Linked DNA regions of Acanthopagrus latus: region 2 is linked to region 1. A link is a contact called in public Hi-C data. All regions are on one chromosome and are shown on one strand. Each heading gives the region's core, a stretch centred on a gene start, on an enhancer-like site or on the middle of the called end of the contact. The rest is flanking DNA. Distances are from core to core; before and after follow the strand shown.

What was found. Hi-C and Micro-C count contacts between places; a contact is called where the count stands out from the background.
Region 2: a Hi-C map of muscle shows a contact between it and region 1, with 4 times the contacts expected there. The contact joins the promoter of srfb here to the promoter of zmp:0000000755 in region 1. A contact is called at or near these places in 2 of 4 Hi-C or Micro-C datasets (both in muscle).

Annotation. Positions count from the first base shown.
Region 1 is chr15:12,738,303-12,741,789 of fAcaLat1.1, forward strand. zmp:0000000755 (phosphofurin acidic cluster sorting protein 2) reads left to right here and starts at 1,915. Exons shown (of 25, transcript XM_037124650.1): 1 at 1,915-2,491. The coding sequence starts at 2,286.
Region 2 is chr15:12,896,183-12,899,669 of fAcaLat1.1, forward strand. srfb (serum response factor b) reads left to right here and starts at 1,919. Exons shown (of 8, transcript XM_037123767.1): 1 at 1,919-2,965. The coding sequence starts at 2,321. LOC119033531 (a long non-coding RNA gene) reads right to left here. Exons shown (of 2, transcript XR_005079270.1): 2 at 1-598.

The DNA of each region.
Region 1 (3,487 bases), core at 665-3,164:
ATACAGATTAGAAGGAAGCCAATGTGCACTGCAGATGTATGTTGTAAAAGACTCTGGGCTTCATATTCAGGCAGTTTGCTGTGGTCAGAGAAGTCAGTGACTTTTCTTTTAAGGATACTTTTATTTATACAAGTGATGTAAGCTTCTTTTCAAATTCAGTTCTGTAAAAGGTAAACTGAGTGTTATTCTCTACATCAGACGGTTGTATTTATAATAAATGCCGTGTTACAAACTTACCATAAACACACTGATGAATTCTTTATGAATCTCATCCTCTTCAAACGTGTTGTTAGAAAAATGAATAATGAGCAAAGGAATGACATATTTTGAAATTTTATTGTGACTCTCATCATCATTACTAACAACCCCCAGGGGGTGTTGCCACTGTTTCGGTCTGGAAGATTAAGTGCTGTCAGGTACAGAGTTGCCTAGCAATGACTAAAGATTAGATTTCTTACACCCACAGCATTTGTTTTGCAGTGGCAACAATATATCAAATGAGACTGTAACAAACAAAGTGCCAAGCTTACTTTTTTAAGAAATAGCATCCCCTTTGTGTGAGCTGTGGTGCATGTCAGCGCGGCTCTATTCAAAGTCTAAACAAACATTCAAAAAGGTCTGTGACGCAAAGGTGAACCTGCCAACAGTGATGACTTGGTACAAAAGAATGTTTTGGTGAAATGATGTATTGCTTTTAGGTCAGACAACCGATTGTGCAAAACGCAGCAATATTTGGCAAATTCAGGAATTTTTTTTTTTCTTTTCTTTTTCGCAATATGTTTAAACAGGCTGTCACACACACACCGTTACCCAACCCTCCTGAGCGTGTCAAGTCAAGTCAGCTTTCTGTGAGCCCTTAGTCAGAGTTACAGTCACAAGGTTTCACAACACGAGAGCAAAGACTGCATCATGTACCAGGTGTCATTATGTGATCACAGACTGGGAGTTCTTACCAAAGCAGATACTGAAGGTTTACTGTGAAACCATTTTACAAAAAGAGAAAAATTATTAAATCTTTTTAGGCATTGCAATTTAATGGGGAGTAGCAACATAACCATAAAAGAAATATGCAAGTGTTATGTAGTGCATCATGTAGCTTATATGTTTTATTTTGTATATTGTATATTGTACCAACCACTGGATATTCTTGTATTGTGAAATGGTCTAGATATTCTCTTTTCCTGGTATCAAGGGCTGAATTACAGTGATGTGACGCAACTTAAGCTATCCTCGCCACCAAATCTTACACTGGCCAACAGTGAGCATTTACTGCCACAGTAATTAAAAACTAAACACAAAATGTATGAGCTATGAGGATTAAAGGGGCACTATGCTGGTTTGGGATAGACATTTTATACAGATTCAAGAGATAGATCTTCATTGACTGATTTCTTTTATTCCTAAACAAACTAAATAAACACACTCTCTTCATTCAAATGACTGAATAAACAAACCAACAGCAATTTCATACTGTTTTAGTTTGTTTATATGTGGCAGACCCTGTCACCTTTTCAAGCTTCAAACAGTGTTCTGGGGAACTTATTTTTCTCTGAGGACAGCTTGCTTTTTCAATTTCATATTATTTTTAAATTGTTATCACCTCATTAATATTTTAAATATCACAGTTCTCAATTTCCAAAACTACACAGCATCCCTTTAAAAGCAACTATATAGCACATAGGGTTACAATTTATGAACCCTTTTACATTTTTAACTAATACACATGTATTTATGGTAGAAGTTTTTTTGTCTGAGACGAGGCATTTGTGATACACCAAGCTTGAATAAAAAAGTCATTTTTAGATGTTTTAATTCATCACCTTCAGACCAGACATAACATCTCCTTATAAACACGTGATTTGATTATTTTATAGTCCTGTGTATTCTGCTTTATTTGTACGTATTGACAACAAACGGAGTCAACAAACAGAAATGGTGGGAATGTGGCTGATAAACAAGGTCTAACCTAACTCGAACTTTCCTGATTATTTCCTGTCACATCTCAGTCTATAATAGCTGCTCTTACATACCATTCCTGTCGCATGCTTACCCCCATATCTCTACAGGAGGACATGTAGCGCCATCAGACAGAGATGTCCCACCCTAGAAGCGGGGACGTGCTGCCCCCTATCAGCAGCGACATGCCCCGCCCCGCCTATCAGCATCTCCCAGTCAGTGTAGAGGAGCTGGGAGTCTGGAGGAGCAGGAGCAGGCAGCACAGAGTTCAGCGGCTCCCGCGTTTGTCCGACACTTAGCTAGAGCTGCTCCCCCCGGCAGTGGAGGTGATGATGGCGGCGGCTGTAGAGAGAGGAGGCGTCCGGGCCGCTTTCCTGAACCCAAGCAGCGGTGGCGGCGGTGGACCAGCACCGACAAGCCTCCCGACTGGAGTGTTAGCCGGGGCTGTGGTCCTGGGCTCCGGCAGCATGCCTGTGCCCATGAACCTCTTTGCGACCTGGGAGATAGACCGCTCATCCCCAAGCTGCGTTCCGAGGTAACGTTAACATTGTTGTGTTGGCGTAAAATAACACCCCCACACACACATACACCACAGTGTTTACAAACCACCTTGTCGCTTGGTTAATACAACGCTAGCGTCGGACAAGCAACGCCCTGGTTGAGTGTAACGTTAGTCGAGAGAGACGAGCTGCCACACATTTCCAAAACAGTGCTGGGCTGCTGACTAGCGAGCTAAATAGCAAGATGGCTAATGCTAAAGCTACCTAGCAAATGGCACTGGTGGTCGAGTTCCTCTCATGTTCCGTACCGAAAGCATTTTAGTCAGAATATAATTTTATCACAATAATAATGCAGCAGGCCAAAATGGCCTACATTTAATTGTCTTAATTAACACGAATACCTTCGACTTGGTCTTGAGTGTGTAAATTGTCCTGTTAACAGTTACTCAGTGTTGTTGCGAGCCGTTATGATAACTAGCTAGCGTTAACAAAAGTTCAGCTAACTAGTTTATCGGTCAGGAGGGCTGCTGCCTTCTGCTCGTATTCCACTGTGTGGTTACGTTGTCAGAGCTTTGCAGATATTACATGCTCCTTTGTCTATGCAGGCCTGTGCTGGAACTGATTTAAGGTATGCATGCCACCTAATAGCAGCATAACGATCTATAAATACAGTGACATGGATGCCGTTCGTCTCACAAGTAGGCAGGCATCCTCTTCGTACGTGTGTCATGAGCAAAATGGGCAGCTCGACCAGCCGGCTGTTATCATGAAATCCTTCACAGTATTCTCGTTCATGTGTTGCGGGCTGTTTTATGTTTATGTTCAGGTAAACTCCGCGCAGTTCAGCGTTGGCTAACGGGTCTCACATAGCCCCTATGACCAACGCGAACACATCCACTGGTATTAGTGTACCACAGCAGCTGGCACTGGGGGAGAGTCAACTGTTGTGATTGTCACTTTTTGTGTATGCAAATCTACTCTGGGCCATCTGCATTGTCTTGATGTTATTCCGACGACTTATTTCGATTCCG
Region 2 (3,487 bases), core at 669-3,168, 160 kb after region 1:
ACTGTGCGTGTAGATAACAGCTGCTTTTAACTACAAATTTAGTCTCCAAGCTGATAGAATCAGAATGAGATCAGTGAAAGAGAGTAAAAACTGTTAAAAGGTTTGTAATATGTAAAGCCACCAGTGTTTTGCAGTAAAAGTCCCTACACGCTCCACGCGCTAATCCCAAAGTTCTCCCATCAACCACTGGAGGGCGGTGTATATCTTCTTTAGGTGTTTTTGAACCTGAGCACAGAAGCATGCCAAGTAGTTTTTTTTTTCTCCTTATAATTATGTTTAGAGTTTAGTAGGCTAACATGGCCTTTTATAGCTGCAAAAGGAGGATTCCAATATGAGTAGTAGTCCATGTTGCCCTGGATTAGTGATGATGTGTTCTCATTTGATCTGATAAATATGTCGTTGTGTGAAATGTCACATTTTGTTTGGTGCATGAAGGCGACTTCAGCAGCTTACTGTGGATGTTTGAGTTCATCCTGAAACGTTGTGGGTCTCCTCTTGTAGGCTCTGACCATGAGAGCCCAGATTGTAGCCCATGAGAGCTCGATGGCCCACTGTCCAAGTACTGTACGGTGATGGATGAAGAGGCTCAACTTCAAACCTGCACACAGATCCACACTTTTGGAGTGTTTTTTGGCATGTTGGAGGTATCTTTTTAAAGAAATATCTATATAATTCAGCTTCTGTTGTTGCTTGGTGTGAAACATGATACCTCAACTCATTTAATATATTGTGACAACTTTATCCCCATGGGCATTTCCACCCCAAGGAGTTCTCATGATCATAAAAGCCCATGCATTCAAATGAAAACCCCACAGCATCTTGCCAAAACAGTCTTGGGAGAGAAACCACGTTCAAATACCAAAATATCTTGTATTTGTTTTAACCTGTCTGTAGCACTAGGTGGGTTGGGTTTGTTGCATCATTGCAAGCGCTGTCAGATAAGTACACTGAAGTGCCTTCTGGTAGATTTTCCTGTGATAGCCCTTTTGGACGTGTCACAGCGAGAAAAGAGCATCGATGATGGCCGAATTCCATTTAGCTGCTGCAGTTTAAGGGTCCTGCTGCCTTCACTTGACTTACTGGGACACTTGAACAGATCTTTAATGTTATTAGATACACCTTTTCCAGTTTGTCATACCCTGACAAGTTGCATCTGATGTGAAAGTGACACAGGGTTACATGTTGAATGCATGAGTATTAATAACGCATACTGATTCAGCTTGCCAGCACAGAGAACATTAGTCTTGGAACTATTATAAAAGGTAGTGTGATGCAGGTCTAGTCTGCAAGGAAATTAATAGTGTTTGATGGTGGAGTAGATCTGCTATATTTTCAGGGGAAGCAGATAAGTATACGATACGCGCGCGCGCGCGCGCGCACGCACACACACACACACACACACACACACACACACAGGAATCATGCATGTGATCCGTGTTAATGTATCTAAATTTAGGTTATATATCTACCAACAGTTAAATAAAATACTGGACAAAATCCAAGTAATTCAGAATCACTTCAACTCCTTCAGCCAAGACATATCGACAAAGACATGTCTTGGCTTTCAAACTGTGGGAAAACATGTGTGTGGTGCGGCGCTGGGCAACCTGTGGGGAATAAAAAGTTGGATGTTTTGTTATTTTGGTGCCTGTGCCTGTTCTCGGTGACGTTGTCGGTAGCGCAACCATTTTGGTATTTATGCCAATGAGCCTGCCCTCTCGGCCAATCACGGCGCTACTCAGATAATCCTCAGCCAATCGATAGGCGACGCTGTGACTCACCAAATAAGGAGAGACAGCACCATATAAGGAAACATTGTATCTCTTTATAAGGAGGGAAGTAGTTCCTGGGTTGTAATATCACTCCGCCGCCGTAAACGCCGCTTTAGAATTAGACGTTTTAACGCGACCCTGAGCCGTGGGGAGATAAATACCGCGTTAAAGATGGAGTTAAGCTGAGATCACGAGCGCCAGCAGGCCGATGCTCGCTCTCCTATCGGCTCACGAGGCGGACTACGTGACGTGGCGGAGCGGCATGGAGGGCGCTCTTCGCGTTTTCCTTTTTGAGAAAGCGCTCGGAGTTTTGGAGATAGAGGAGGAGGGCACACCAAACTGAGCCGGGGTTGAAGGGTCTCGGGGGCAGCATCACTTTACAAAGTTTGTCTCGGTTATTTCCTGGCTTCTCCAAACCTCCAAGCGGCCCGGTCTGTTTACATTTTGTGGCCCGGCCGTGTGCGCGTGTTTATCGGTCGCTTACGAGACACCGCGGCGACACTCCAGCTCGTTTGGCTGGTGTTCAGAGACTCGGTCCAGTAAATAGAATGTTACCGAGCCGGGTCGGGTCGGCACCATCTGGAAACGGGTCAGCTTCAGGCAGAGGTACCGCGGGACACGGTTCGGGGGTTCTCGGTGGCGGGATACGTCCCGTTTTGATCAGAGCAGGGCAAGCTTTACCGGGGGTCAGCGAGAGCGCCGGAGCCGCCGGGCGACAGGGGGAGAGAGACGCCGTCGGGATGCTGGGGGCTAACGGTCCAGGTGGTCCGAGAGGGGCAAGACCGGGGAACGGGGCCGGCGTGGCTCTACAGACCGCCGTCCAGGGCAACATGGTGGGGTTAAACACCCAGGTCGTGTTGGCTCACGGAACCAGGTTCGACCCGGACAGGGAGCCCGCTCCCATGTGCAGCGGCTCAGATAACGACTCGGACTCGGGGGATGACGACGACCCAGTGGGTTCACTCGGGGACAGCAGGAGAGGGGTGAAGCGGGAGAGGGAGATGGAAGCCGCGGTGACGGGGCAGGAGGTGGGAGTCGCTGCCGGAGGCTACGGCATGGTTCCCGGAGGGGTCGCCGGGGCAAAGCCGGGGAAGAAGACACGTGGGCGCGTCAAGATAAAGATGGAATTTATTGACAACAAGTTGAGACGTTACACCACTTTCAGCAAGAGGAAGACGGGTATCATGAAGAAGGTGAGTCAGGTGACTGCGCGTTGGACGTCAGCCAACTCCAACTTGCATTTGATTTGAGCGTCACTCAGGTATTGTTTGGCCTAGATATGCTGCAGTATAACACACGGTGCTGTGCACTCATTCATCCATTCATGGAATCTGCAACGAGGTTGAGGTCACACCTAGATAATCTGCACAATCATAACACCAGCAGGCAAAGTGCTGCATGGTCATATTAATGCACAGAGTAAAAGACAGGGACAGTGAGCTTGGATTTAATCGTGAAGCTGTTGATTGCAGAAAAATCAAGTTGTGTCAAGATGGAAGACAATTACGACACAAACTTGACTGGCTGTGAGGAAGTCAGAGCATTACATGACAGGCAGTGTGCTCTAAATAGACTTGAGCAAATGACGATTCTATTTATGACCAAGCCCACCCCAACTCTAACACATGACACACACACACACTGATTCTCAGAAAGATGGACACACACATTCATGCACACATGCATCTACACACAGAGACAGACAGACAGACAGA